Regions from separate parts of the Gossypium arboreum genome. Here region 2 is linked to region 1. Evidence: chromatin contacts called from public Hi-C data. All regions are on one chromosome and are shown on one strand. The core of a region is the stretch at or near the end of the contact, and the rest is flanking DNA. Distances in the headings are between cores, read along the strand shown.

Region 1 (6,247 bases), core at 2,749-5,248:
TGAAATTGTCAAATAGGGGTTAAATTGATAAATGTGAAAATAGTGTGTTAAATATGTGAAATTATGAATTGTATGGGCTGATATGAGCATGTATGATTTTTGTCCAGGCTTGGGTGTGATGAAATTTCATGAATTTTAATTTTACGAGCCTAGGGACTAAATTATTAAAAGGTCAAATGTATAGGGGCAAAACGGTAATTTTTCCATAAGATGAAATTTAATTGAATTGAGTAGAATAATGATCTAATGAGTTGAATTTGATTATTTAGATCAAGTTAAGCCTCGTGCGGGTCTAGATAGAAGGAAAAGCAAAGATTCAGACTAGTCGATCCGTTTCGTCGTTTTAACGATCGAGGTAAGTTCTTATGCAATAAGCATTGTTATATTTATGCTTTTAATGCTTTGATATCATATAAATTGTATATACGTACTATTGTCATGTTTAACGACATATCGGTTAAGAATGGCACTTCGTGTGCTGTTTGAAATAGCTTCGGCTAAATGTGGCACTTGATGTGCGATTTGAGATAGCTTCTATATATATATATATATATATATATATATATATATATATATATATATATGGCACTTAGTGTGCGAAATATTGAGAATAACACTTGGTGTGCGAGATATTGGGTATGGCACTTAGTGCGCGAGACATCGAAGATGCAACGGCATTACGTGTATGTATAAAATGGTAAGGATCGGTACAGGTATGTATGCAAAACTCATGAGAAATGGTTTCGGTTTATGATGCATCTTTGTAACGAAGTAAATAAGCAAGTCATGCCTTTGAGAATGATTTTGTGATGACCTTGTGATTATGGGTCCATGCTTATGTTGTATAAATATGTATTTATACCATGATGGTTGAAATGATTTGTAAAGGTGTTATTAACTTAGTTATCATTATTTACACTAAAACAGTTTTGGACAGCAGCAGTAGTCTGAATTTGAAAATTCACCAAAAATGGTGGAAATCTAATTTGTGGTTGAATAAGATATAAAATTAAATCTTATAGAGTCTATTTTCTTATAAATGAAACGGTGTAAGCAAGAGAATTTTATATTATGAGATATTTGAATATTTGTTAGACTGAGTCAAAATGATTTTGGAATCCCCTGTTCTGATTTGGGAAAATCATTAAAAATTGTAAAAAAACTAATTGTGGGTTATAATTTATATGCTTAAAATCCTTAATGAGTCTATTTTCAAAAGAAAGAAATGGAAACATCATCTGAATTCCATATGAGAAGATAATAAATTTTTAGTAAAGAAAGGTCGAAGCTTTCAAATAGCAGAATAGGGGTAAATTTGAACAATAAACTGTACTTATTGGATAATCCATAAATTCTAAAAATTTTATGGTAGAAATATATATGAGTCTAGTTTCAAGAAAAATTAACGGATCATAATTTAGAAATCTGTAGCTCAAGTTATAAATAATTTAGTGACCGTTACTTGAGTAGACAGCTTGACTGAATCATGTGCAATTATGATTGTGCTACCTTGAAAACATGTTGTTAGAATTTGGAAAAAACATGTTAATAAGTTGCTTATTATTTTCATACGGACTTACTAAGCTATATAGCTTGCTCCCCTTCCTTTCCTATCTCTTATAGGTTTATTCAGCTAGCTCGGGTTGGAGATCAGCGGAGATTCAATCACACTATCAAACTACCATTTGGGGCATAAGTATTCAAGCACTTGAGTTTATGGCATGTATAGGGGCTTAGTCAATTGTGTATGTGTCATTTGATTTGGCCAAATTTATTGGCTTATGCTGATATATTGATTCGTTTTGTATATATAGCCATGAGATGTGGCTTATATTGACTATTTGGGTTGTAATGCCTAATTATATGTACTTGCATGTGCCAAGGGTCATGTGGTGTGATAATGTTATTTAATATGGATGGGTGTGTGGATATGGTTTAGGTGCTTGATAACTGGTTGATTACATAATTGGCATAAGTATGAAATAAGAGAATGGGTTAATGATAGTCATGGCATGAAAGTTTGATAAGTTTAAACTAGGCAAAGTATGGTACCTTATGCATGAATAAATTGATATGAAATCACCATGATCATGACTTGTTTGATGATGTTTAAATGCTCAATTATGCCATGAAAAGTTCCATTAAAATCATGTTTAAGTATGTACAAATGAGGGTGTCAAATGGCTTGGTAAATAGCCACTTTCTTGGCCACACGGGCAGAGACACGGCCGTGTGTCTCAGCCGTGTGGAGGGCACGGCCTAGCACCTGGGCATGTGACTTGGCTGTGTGACTCTATTTTGTTGCTGACGTTATAAATAGAGAGTTACACGGGTTGAGGACACGGGCGTGTCTCGAGCCATACGAGCATGTGTGACCATACGGCCTAACCCACATGGGCGTGTGTGACCACACGGCCTACCTACACGGGCGTGTGACCCTATTTCATGATGAAATTTTCCAAGTTTTCCCAAAAGTTTTCAAAGTTTTTGGTAATCATCTCTGATATGTGTTTAGGGTCTCGTAAGCTCGTTTAAAGGACGTTATACATATGTATGAATGTTTTTAATTTGAATGAAATTTTATGGCCCAATTTTATGTGATTGTGTATATTTAAGTCTGGTAATACCTCGTATCCTGTCCCAGTCTCGGACACGAGTAAGGGGTGTTACAGTGACCCATTTGGGTGTATATTGTTGTAATGAATGCCTATTATGAATGTTTTAAGGCAATATAAGCTTGGTAGAATGGTTAGAATATAATTTACATGCAAATTGGGGTCTCGTATTTATGTTTCAATGGAGTTTAGTATTGGTGTTATTTGAGGTTTGGAATTATGTGATATTTTTTGAGTTCTGTTACGTTACCCCTTGGTTGAGCATTTGTTGAGAATCATTAGACTCTTGTTACCACTTTGGACGCCCTTATGATATATGGAGTTTTGTTGCCTTCAAGTATAGCACCTCGGTGCTCTTTGGTTTATGTGGATTTCCTGTTGTGTTCGAGTCATGTTTTATTAAGATTACAATGGACATTAATTCAAAATGTGATAAGAATTAATAATGAAATGGGAAAAAAGTATGGTTATAAGGTGTATGATCTAAGTAAGCTAAAATGATTTAATATGGTAATAATTTTTAAATATGGGTGGCCTAAGTGAAATTGTTTCTATTAATATTATGGTAAATGAAAATCTTGTATGTCTTAGTAAAGGAAATGAAAATGAAAATGAAATATGTGTGTATAGGAAGCTATGGTTTAAAGGAATATGTGTTAAATTAAACACAATGTGAACCTTTCATGAGAGCTTTAAACAGGAATTTCATAATGTAATTAGTTAACAAACCATGAAAACGTAAGTTGAGCCCTATAAGTTAATTAATTTAAACAAAACTATTAGTAGCACCAAAATGTGGCTTGAATGAATTGGTATGACATGTTTAAGAAAGGCTCAACACTAATAAACGATAGGTCAAGTTCTTTTATCCATAGTTACTTACTAAGTTGATCGAGCTTAAACATTAATGGTTTAAAACGTGTAGGTATAAGACTTGTAGAAAAGTGTAGACTTTGACTTGGGAGCATTGCATCACTGATTGAGATTTTACAGTTTGTAAATTAGTAATTGATTGTTCTTTGCATCAAATTTATGACATGTACATTAAAACATGGTTTGGATTTGAATTTGTGAAACTTTGGTTTGTAATTCAAGCCATTTATGTGTTTTTACTCGAGCTTTATTCCATGATTTACTTCGTAAGTTTAAATGTGATTTGAAATTGGTTTATAATGCTTTGGAGCATATGGAAATGATATAAATATGTTTATGCATGATTTTTAAATGTTTTTAGACTATTTTTCAACTTTAGGGGTCCGAAGTTCGATATCCTAACCTTAGGCATTAATGCCAAGTTTGGTAGAATGTAAAATGCTAATAGGGATTAGGTATCGCTACTTAGACCTTCGGGATTGATAGTCACTGCACTATTTTGATGAGCCCTACGAGGCTCACGCTTGATCTCAAATTCCTTCAATTGCTTATGGAAGGTTTTTAAATAATTTAAGATGATTTTAAAGCCTTCAAACGACCTCGATTTAACTCGAAGAATTTCGAACATTTGTTTTAAAATTTGGACATGTCCCGATTAGTACTTAGTAGCTTGAAATGAATTCTAATCACATTTGATTATTTCTTAAATATTTAGAATTGTTTTAAGAAATTTTATGAAATTATCAAATGATATTTTATTGAAAATCAAGTTTAATTTAAGCTTGAAAGTGCTCCGATAATATCCCTCATTCCTTTTCCAAATTAAAAAAAAAAAAAAATCTTTCTTTCCTTCTCTTCTTGTGTTTTTCCAGAATTCTTATTCAATTGCTTCACTTAGTTCAGTGCCGATCATATAATTAATGTAAAAAGGAATAAGGAACAGCATTTTTTTACTAATTACTTCTGTTGCCTCTCGGTCAGTCTCTTAACGCTTTGTTTCTCCCAACTACCATAAAACGCGGTCCAAAAATCCCCAATAAAATGCCGTCTCCTTGCTAGGGTTTCTACAATTGTCTCATCATCTCATTTCAAATCTCTTCGAACTTGTTCTCTCCCAAATATTCTTCAGTCCAATTTTGAACATATATATACAGTCCAATTAAAATTAAATTCCAAGCCTGAAATTTTCTTTGTTCTTTTTTTTGAGAAATTATATTATCATTGTTCGATGTGAGAATGCCCGCCACGGATTATCAAGGAAGTTCGACACCGTTGAATATTATTGGGCATTCGTTATTATCCATGAAGAGGGATCAGGTACACGCCATGGAGTCGCCAAACGACGGGTCAGCCTCGCACGATTTCGAGCTCGGGTCTTTCCAAAGGCAAGTAGCTGACCGGTTTCACAATTTAGCTTCTGTACCTCCTGATGAATTGCTTTCTCTTCCGTGGGTTCGGAAACTGCTCAATGTTTTTCTTTGTTGTCAAGAGGAGTTTAGGCTTATCCTTTTTAACAACAAAGCTCAAGTGATCAAACCTCCCATGGACCGTCTGATTGCCGAATACTACGAGCGTACAGTTAAGGCGCTTGATGTGTGTAATGCAATTCGCGACGGAATTGAGCAGATCAAGCAATGGCAGAAGCTTCTTGAAATAGTGCTTTGCGCTTTGGGTGATAATAATGGTATTCCTAATAATAATTGTTGTCAGAGAGCCCTAGGAGAAGGGCAATTTCGTCGGGCTAAAAAAGCCTTGATAGATTTAGCAATTGGGATGCTTGATGAGAAAGATTCCGGTCAAGCTTTGTCTCATAGGAATCGTTCATTTGGAAGAATCAATAATAGCACCAGTCACTCCAAGGATCATCACCACCGTCCTTTGGGGCATTTCAGGTCCTTGTCTTGGAGCGTTTCAAGGTCTTGGTCTGCTGCGAGGCAGCTCCTGGCGATTGGGAACAACTTGGCCGTTCCTCGAGGGAGTGATGTTGTAGCTACTAATGGACTTGTAATGCCTGTTTACACAATGGGTTGTGTTTTGTTGTTTGTAATGTGGGCGTTGGTGGCTGCTATACCATGTCAAGATCGCGGTTTGCAAGTTCATTTTTATGTTCCCAGGCACTTTTCATGGGCTGCTCCATTACTTTCTTTGCATGAGAGGATTCTGGAGGAGTCGAAGAAGAGGGATAGGAAAAATGCTTGTGCACTGTTGAGGGAAATTTATCAGATGGAGAAGTGTACGCGGTTGTTGGGTGAATTGACTGATACTGTGCAGTTTCCGTTGGGTGAGGAGAAGGAAATGGAGGTTAGACAGAGAGTGAAGGAACTGGGGCAGGTTTTTGATGCAATGAAGGAAGGTCTAGAACCGCTGGAAAAGCAGGTTAGGGAGGTGTTTCATAGGATTGTTCGTAGCCGAACTGAAGGGCTTGGCTCTTTGGGAAGGGGAAATAATACCGAGTAAAAGGTCTGTTGTAGGGTTGGGATGATTTAAACTGTAATTCTGGAATGTATAACTTGCAAATGTGTTTTGCTTTGGGCTACGGAAGGAACTCGACGGTCATGAAGACGAAAGATAAGTGAAAAGATGATGAAGATGGAGAAGAAATGAAGAAAGATTTGAGGCATGCGCTACAAAGATAAAGAAGGATAAGAAGGAAACCAAAAAAAGAAAAAAAGAACAGATTTTCTTGTATTTATCACCGCATATATCAGTGTAGTGTAAAGAAGGATATGGAGTTGGCCCTTTGGTCCCAACGTCCTGCT
Region 2 (6,247 bases), core at 1,544-4,043, 270 kb after region 1:
TGGCTTAAAGATGTGGTTTGTTTGAGCAAATTATGGTTGTTCATATTAGGTTTAATTTTAACCATTGGATGTGTGTAATGAGATCTAACTGATGATTTTAAGGCTAAAAATTTAGTGAATAATGAGGCTGTTTGAATGGTGATGAAATGATGTTTGTTTTGGACATAACAATGCTATCCCATATGTATAAACATGGTTGTCCATTTTGTGTATAATGGAGTGGTCTGATTAAATGTATTAAAATATAGTTCAAAATTTCATGTTTAATTATTTTTCAAAAAATATATATTAAATTGCCCATTATCTAAAAATAAATATTAAGTTGTTGCTTAAAAGTGCATGGCTAGAAGTCAACTGAATTAATGCATTTAATTGCTAATCGGATTGCATGTTTGGCTGCAGTCTGAATTGGTATCTTAATGGTTTTAAATATGTATTTTTATACTAACCCAATGTTAATTAATGAATGTTGTCTTAATGGCTTCAAATGTTCATTATTATGTTGTTCAAATGCTAAAACCTAATGTTGTTCGCACGATGATTTACAACAATTATTTTTACGTCATTGTGTCTTAACTAAGCTGTAAATGTGTTTGATTGTGCCTTGCATTGTTGGAGTTTTTGTGGTCCAATGAAGGACATATTAATTTTGGTTTACTGCCTAATGTCATATGATATTGATGTCTACATTATCCAAGTTAAGTCAAATGTGAGAAAGTTAATATGTTATATTTATATTTAAATTGTTATGTATTTAAATTATGAGTCATGTGTATATAAATGAGTTGTAATGTGTTTAAAGTGTGAAATAGTATTGCTGACTAAGGTTGGGTTATTATTAAATAAGTGAAAAGAATATATTGATAGCATACTAAAAATGTCACGAGTTGATAAAGTAAGTGTTTGGATATAGGGTTGATTTGTTTTAGTTATAATTGAAGTGCTTGCAATTATAAGAATATTGATATGTTTATATAAATGGAATTGAAGTAGGGAAGAATTGTTATGAGATTTAGGCACTTAACATGCTCAAATTGAAAATGTATAGCTAACTAACTTTTAAGTACTAAGTACGTGGTAGATATATATATGTAGATATACATGTTTTACTTGGGGATAGTATTGGTTATATTAATATTACATGCTTAAGTTATGGAATTACTACTGAGTACTTAGTGTATGGTTTGTTATTGGTAATATCAAGAATGTTGGGTCGTTTCACTCTTATTTATTATTGGCAAGTACTTAATGGGTTAGGTTTTGCAGTATTTTATAATATTATAATTCGACGTTAATCTCATAGTCTAGTACTAATATATATATGGTTGATCGGGTGTATGCTATTAGATGCATATATAAATGAAACTCGTATTTACTTAAGTATGTCAAAGGAATGTAAATTTGTTGATGTTTTCATTAATTGAAAATTTTAGTTGTGAATTTTTCGTAGTTGCTTCGACAACGGTTGTGACACTGTAGCTCGAACCTGGTAATCAGGTCGAGTATAAGGTATTACAACAGTACAAAACAATATGATGATGTATAAAAGATTACGGTGGATATAAAAAATCATAAAGGTATACCAATTGTTAAGAGAAAATATCCAAAATCATAAAAGTGTACCAAAAAATTATGTTGAAGTACAAAAACTATGAGGGCATATCGATTTTTATAAGGAAATACAAAAAAATTATGAGAAATATTTTGTTATTAACTTGTAACTTTAATTGGTAAAACTTACTCTAAGCTTTTCTTAGTGAGCTCATGGTAGAGCTCGAACATGAAATAAGGTTGTTCGAATTGGATTGTATCGATTATTGGTCTGAGTATTAGTTTAAAGAAATATTCTGAATCGATTGATTCGAGAACTGATATCGACTGATTGAACCGAACAAAAAAATCAATTCTATCATATTTTTATTTTTATAAAATATTTAATAATTTATTTAATCAAATAATATTTATTAATAAATCAATTAAACTAATAAATTCGTTCTTTTACCAATTCGACCGGTAGTCCCATCCACATAACCTTGTCTGGAAAATGACTTCTGGGAAATTATTTACTTTTCTGGAAAAGCTAATATTTTTTTGTGTTTAGATGAATCTGTGTAAAATATTTTTTGTTGTTTGGTAGATTTCTTAAAAATATTTCATAAAATTATTTTCAATGAAACAAACATACATTTGAGATTTTTTCATTGTTTAATTGAATTTATTTTATCTATAATCTTATATTTTACATTGTTTTTGCATATATTAAAATATTATCTTAATTTCAGGTTCATTATAACGTCTTTTTTAATTACATAACTACCAAGTGAGTATTTTTATTTAAAATGTGACATCAACAAAATTGACAAAAAAATTTAACGATATCAACAATTGAACTTGATTTTCAAATTTGAAAAGTAAAATGACTAAATTATTGAAAATAAAAGTACAAAGACTAAATTGTAAATGACTTATAACATATTTTAGCATTTATACTACAAAAATTTATTATTAATATATTTATAATTGTAATAAATATTTATTATTAAAATATTAATATTGAATTTTTCAATAATATGTGAATAATAATATCTAAAATTATTGTTTTAAAATTTATTATTAAAATAAAATGAAAATATTAAATAATTTATTATTTTAATATATTATATTTATTATATTAATAATTTATTATGTCACTAAATATAAATAATTAAATATATATGTTTAATAATATTTAAAAATATAATATTTTAATAATTTTAAATATTTTTAAAAATAAAAATAAAATTTATTACTGTGAATAAACGACATCTATTTGATCATCCATCAATGAGTGGTTAAAACTTCAAACTCCAAACCGATTGAAACAGTCGGTGAAAGAAAATTGCAAGGCAAAAACAAACCAGAGCAACATAAAGCTTTAGCAATGGAGGCGAGACTCTCTGCATCTTTGGGTCTCCCTTCTTCTGACTTAAATCATCCGCCAGTCAACACCGACTTCGGTTACCTTTACAGCCATTTCATCACTCTCACTTCATCCCCGAAAAATACTCAAAAACCCCTCAAACCTCACCTACATCACCTCTCCTTTGCCTCTGCCTCCATTTCTGGAGGTCCTCAACCTGGAAAACCCACCAAGTTTCGTATTCCGCTCCCTTTTTCCAATTTAACTGAATCCCAGCAACCCAAATCGCCTAAATTCCCCAAATGGCTAGAACCCAGATCGAGAAACAGCTCCAAAGCCCAAATCCTTATGAAAAACTTATCTGTCTTCGAAAGAGCTCTAATCGGTGCAGGTGGTGGTGGAATTGCCGGTGCATTTACTTACGTATGCCTTCTCCCACTCGATACCATCAAAACCAAAATGCAGACAAAGGGTGCTTCCGAGATTTATGCTAACACCTTTGATGCAGTAGTCAAAACTTTCCAGACGAATGGTATTCTGGGATTTTACCGAGGAGTTTCAGCTGTTATTGTAGGTTCGACGGCTTCTTCAGCTGTTTATTTTGGGACATGTGAATTTGGTAAGTCTTTTTTGTCCAAATTGGAGTATCCGGCTTTGCTTATTCCTCCAACTGCTGGTGCTATGGGAAATATTGTTTCGTCAGCTATAATGGTACCGAAAGAGTTGATTACTCAAAGAATGCAAGCTGGTGCTAAAGGAAGGTCATGGGAAGTCTTGTTGAGAATTTTAGAAAAAGATGGGATTTTGGGTCTTTATGCTGGTTACTCAGCTACTTTGTTGAGGAATTTGCCTGCTGGGGTGTTAAGTTATTCCTCTTTTGAGTATTTAAAAGCTGCGGTTTTGAGAAAGACAAAACAGACTAATTTGGAGCCAATTCAGAGTGTTTGTTGCGGTGCTTTGGCTGGTGCAATTTCAGCTTCTTTGACTACTCCTCTCGATGTGGTGAAAACAAGGTTGATGACTCAGGTTCATGGGAATAAAGTTGCTGCTGCTATGTATGGTGGGGTTAATGCGACAGTGAAGCAGATTTTGAAGGAGGAAGGTTGGATTGGTTTGACTAGTGGACTGGGGCCTAGAGTTGTTCATAGTGCTTGTTTTTCAGCTTTGGGCTATTTTGCATTTGAGACTGCCAGGCTTGCAATTTTGCATCAGTGTTTGAAGCATAAGGAGAAGGAGTTGTCCAAAATCAGTTGCACCGGCTTGAGTTACAATTAGTTGGTGATAATGCTAATTTTTATCACTGTTTTGTTAAATTTGTTATGTTACCATGTAGTGTAGTTCAAAGAAACTGATTTTTGGCATTACATTATCGTACATTTCTTAGTTAAAGTTTCTGTTTTTTCTACTAATATATATCAATGGAAAATAAGTTTGATTAATGCACCAATGCATGAAGAACCTTCTTATTCCATATTACCTCAGATTCAGTATGCTGCTGAATTTTACATTTTCTGTTTGTAATGTCAGATACCATCTTTGCTAGTCCATAAACATTTAAAGATTTCACATCAATAATAGGCTAAAATTTCTAAGACTTCCAAGTTGACTATGTAGTAATGGTACTTTTGTGGTCATCTCTTTTTCTGGTCTTTTAGATAAATTTTTATGGATTAGTGGCTTGTTATTGGTTTGGTGAATCGATTAATAAATGATTGATAGTGCTCCATCGAGGGTGCTGTATGTAATGTAGATTCCACCTCCATCACTGTAAAGTTTTCTGCTCCAACTTAGGTGGAGATAAATGCCTCATATCGATTTAACTCACATCATCGGAGATGGTCTGTAATTCTCTCTGATGAAAATGCCAATATGAAACGTATAGTAGTTTTTCCTCTACAAAAGTCCCTGTTAAGTTTTGCATGAAGACTGCTATCAGAATCAAGCAACTATAACTTGCTCTTGTGATGTATTTGGCGTGGAATATTAAATTATCTAGAATCAAGAAAGGTACTTGTTTATTTATCAAGTTAGATTATGTGTCCATTACACGAGGTAAAAATCAGAAACTTACATCTGTGCTAGAAAATACTAGTTAGTTTATAGTTCTGTGAGTGAATGCATGAATCATGAATGAAAGAAATTTTCCCTGCTGCTGTTGGTGGATATTATATGTTTATCCCTTTAGAAACTCTACGGATTTAATTCTCCTCGCACATCTTTCCGTGCTGTTGAATGATAAATTGGAGAAATGGATTCTATATAAGTTTCTGCACGAGTTTACCTTAATTATTTCTCATGTGCATGATGGCTTTTTGCTGTCGATGTTTATTGGATAAAAGTAAGTAAACCTGAAACCTTTTCTTTGGATGGATGGTGATCAAATATGGGAATTTGCATGACCTGAACATATGCTTACTAGATATGCTTGTTCTGTATATGAATAAAGCCTACCTTTTTGTTTTTTTTGCCGGCGGGAATAAGATAGTGTGCTGCTTCTGAAATATCATTTTATAGGTTCCAGTTGTTCAGTGGCTTTCTGGAATTTGGAAATAAGCCTTGTAAACGTGAATGGATGAGCTTGTGCTCTGCCTTCCAAGGAACTTTTTGGCTATGGCAGATACGGGTATATCAGTATATATTCTACATGAATGTGTTAAATGTTGTCCGACTTTTCTCTTGTAGGATCCTCGGAAGGTCACATCGTTATATCTAGATATGCTTGGAACATGAGTGCTGGATACTGATACTTGTAAGAAAATATGAAGACTGGGAGCAACATCGGCTTTTGAAATTTAGATACAGTTACAGCTCCTCAAGCTTTTGCACGAGAAGAGATTGGGTAGGAAATTGCTGCCTTGGAACTGTAGATACTTTGATATAGAAAAGCATATGATATATGCTGTGGGATTCAAAGCAACAAGGGGATACTTTATGACGTGCATAGCTGGTCTGCTTTGCATCTGCATGATTATATGGAAAGTAAGGGTGTGCAGAAAATTCTAATCCGATAAAATCGAAGTGAATCAAATCGAAAAAATGATTTTTTTCTATTTATTCGGTTTTCATGTCCGGTTTAATTTATTTATTTGGTCAATTTTCAGTTTTAACATTATAAACCGAATAAACCAATTAAGGCATAACTCATAAGGCCATAAGCCCATAATCCATTTACATAAATCAAAATTTAAACTTTAAACTCAAATGCCTATTAAAACTTAATACTCTTAAAACTCAAACTCCTTAATATTTAAAACCCAAATTGATAATTTATTTTTAAAAGATATTCATTTTAATTCCTATCACTTAACATATTAAAAGATCCAAATTAATATATATATATATATATTA

Evidence for each region. Hi-C and Micro-C count contacts between places; a contact is called where the count stands out from the background.
Region 2: a contact with region 1 is called in a Hi-C map of leaf, with 4 times the contacts expected there. The contact joins the promoter of LOC108461589 here to the promoter of LOC108461681 in region 1. A contact is called at or near these places in 2 of 5 Hi-C or Micro-C datasets (both in leaf).

What each region holds. Positions count from the first base shown.
Region 1 is chr2:51,933,906-51,940,152 of ASM2569848v2, forward strand. LOC108461681 (protein ROH1-like) reads left to right here and starts at 3,999. Exons shown (of 1, transcript XM_017761591.2): 1 at 3,999-6,247. The coding sequence starts at 4,725. The coding sequence ends at 5,945.
Region 2 is chr2:52,202,116-52,208,362 of ASM2569848v2, forward strand. It overlaps LOC108461589 (protein MITOFERRINLIKE 1, chloroplastic-like), which reads left to right and starts at 2,794. Exons shown (of 1, transcript XM_017761477.2): 1 at 2,794-4,346. The coding sequence starts at 2,921. The coding sequence ends at 4,174.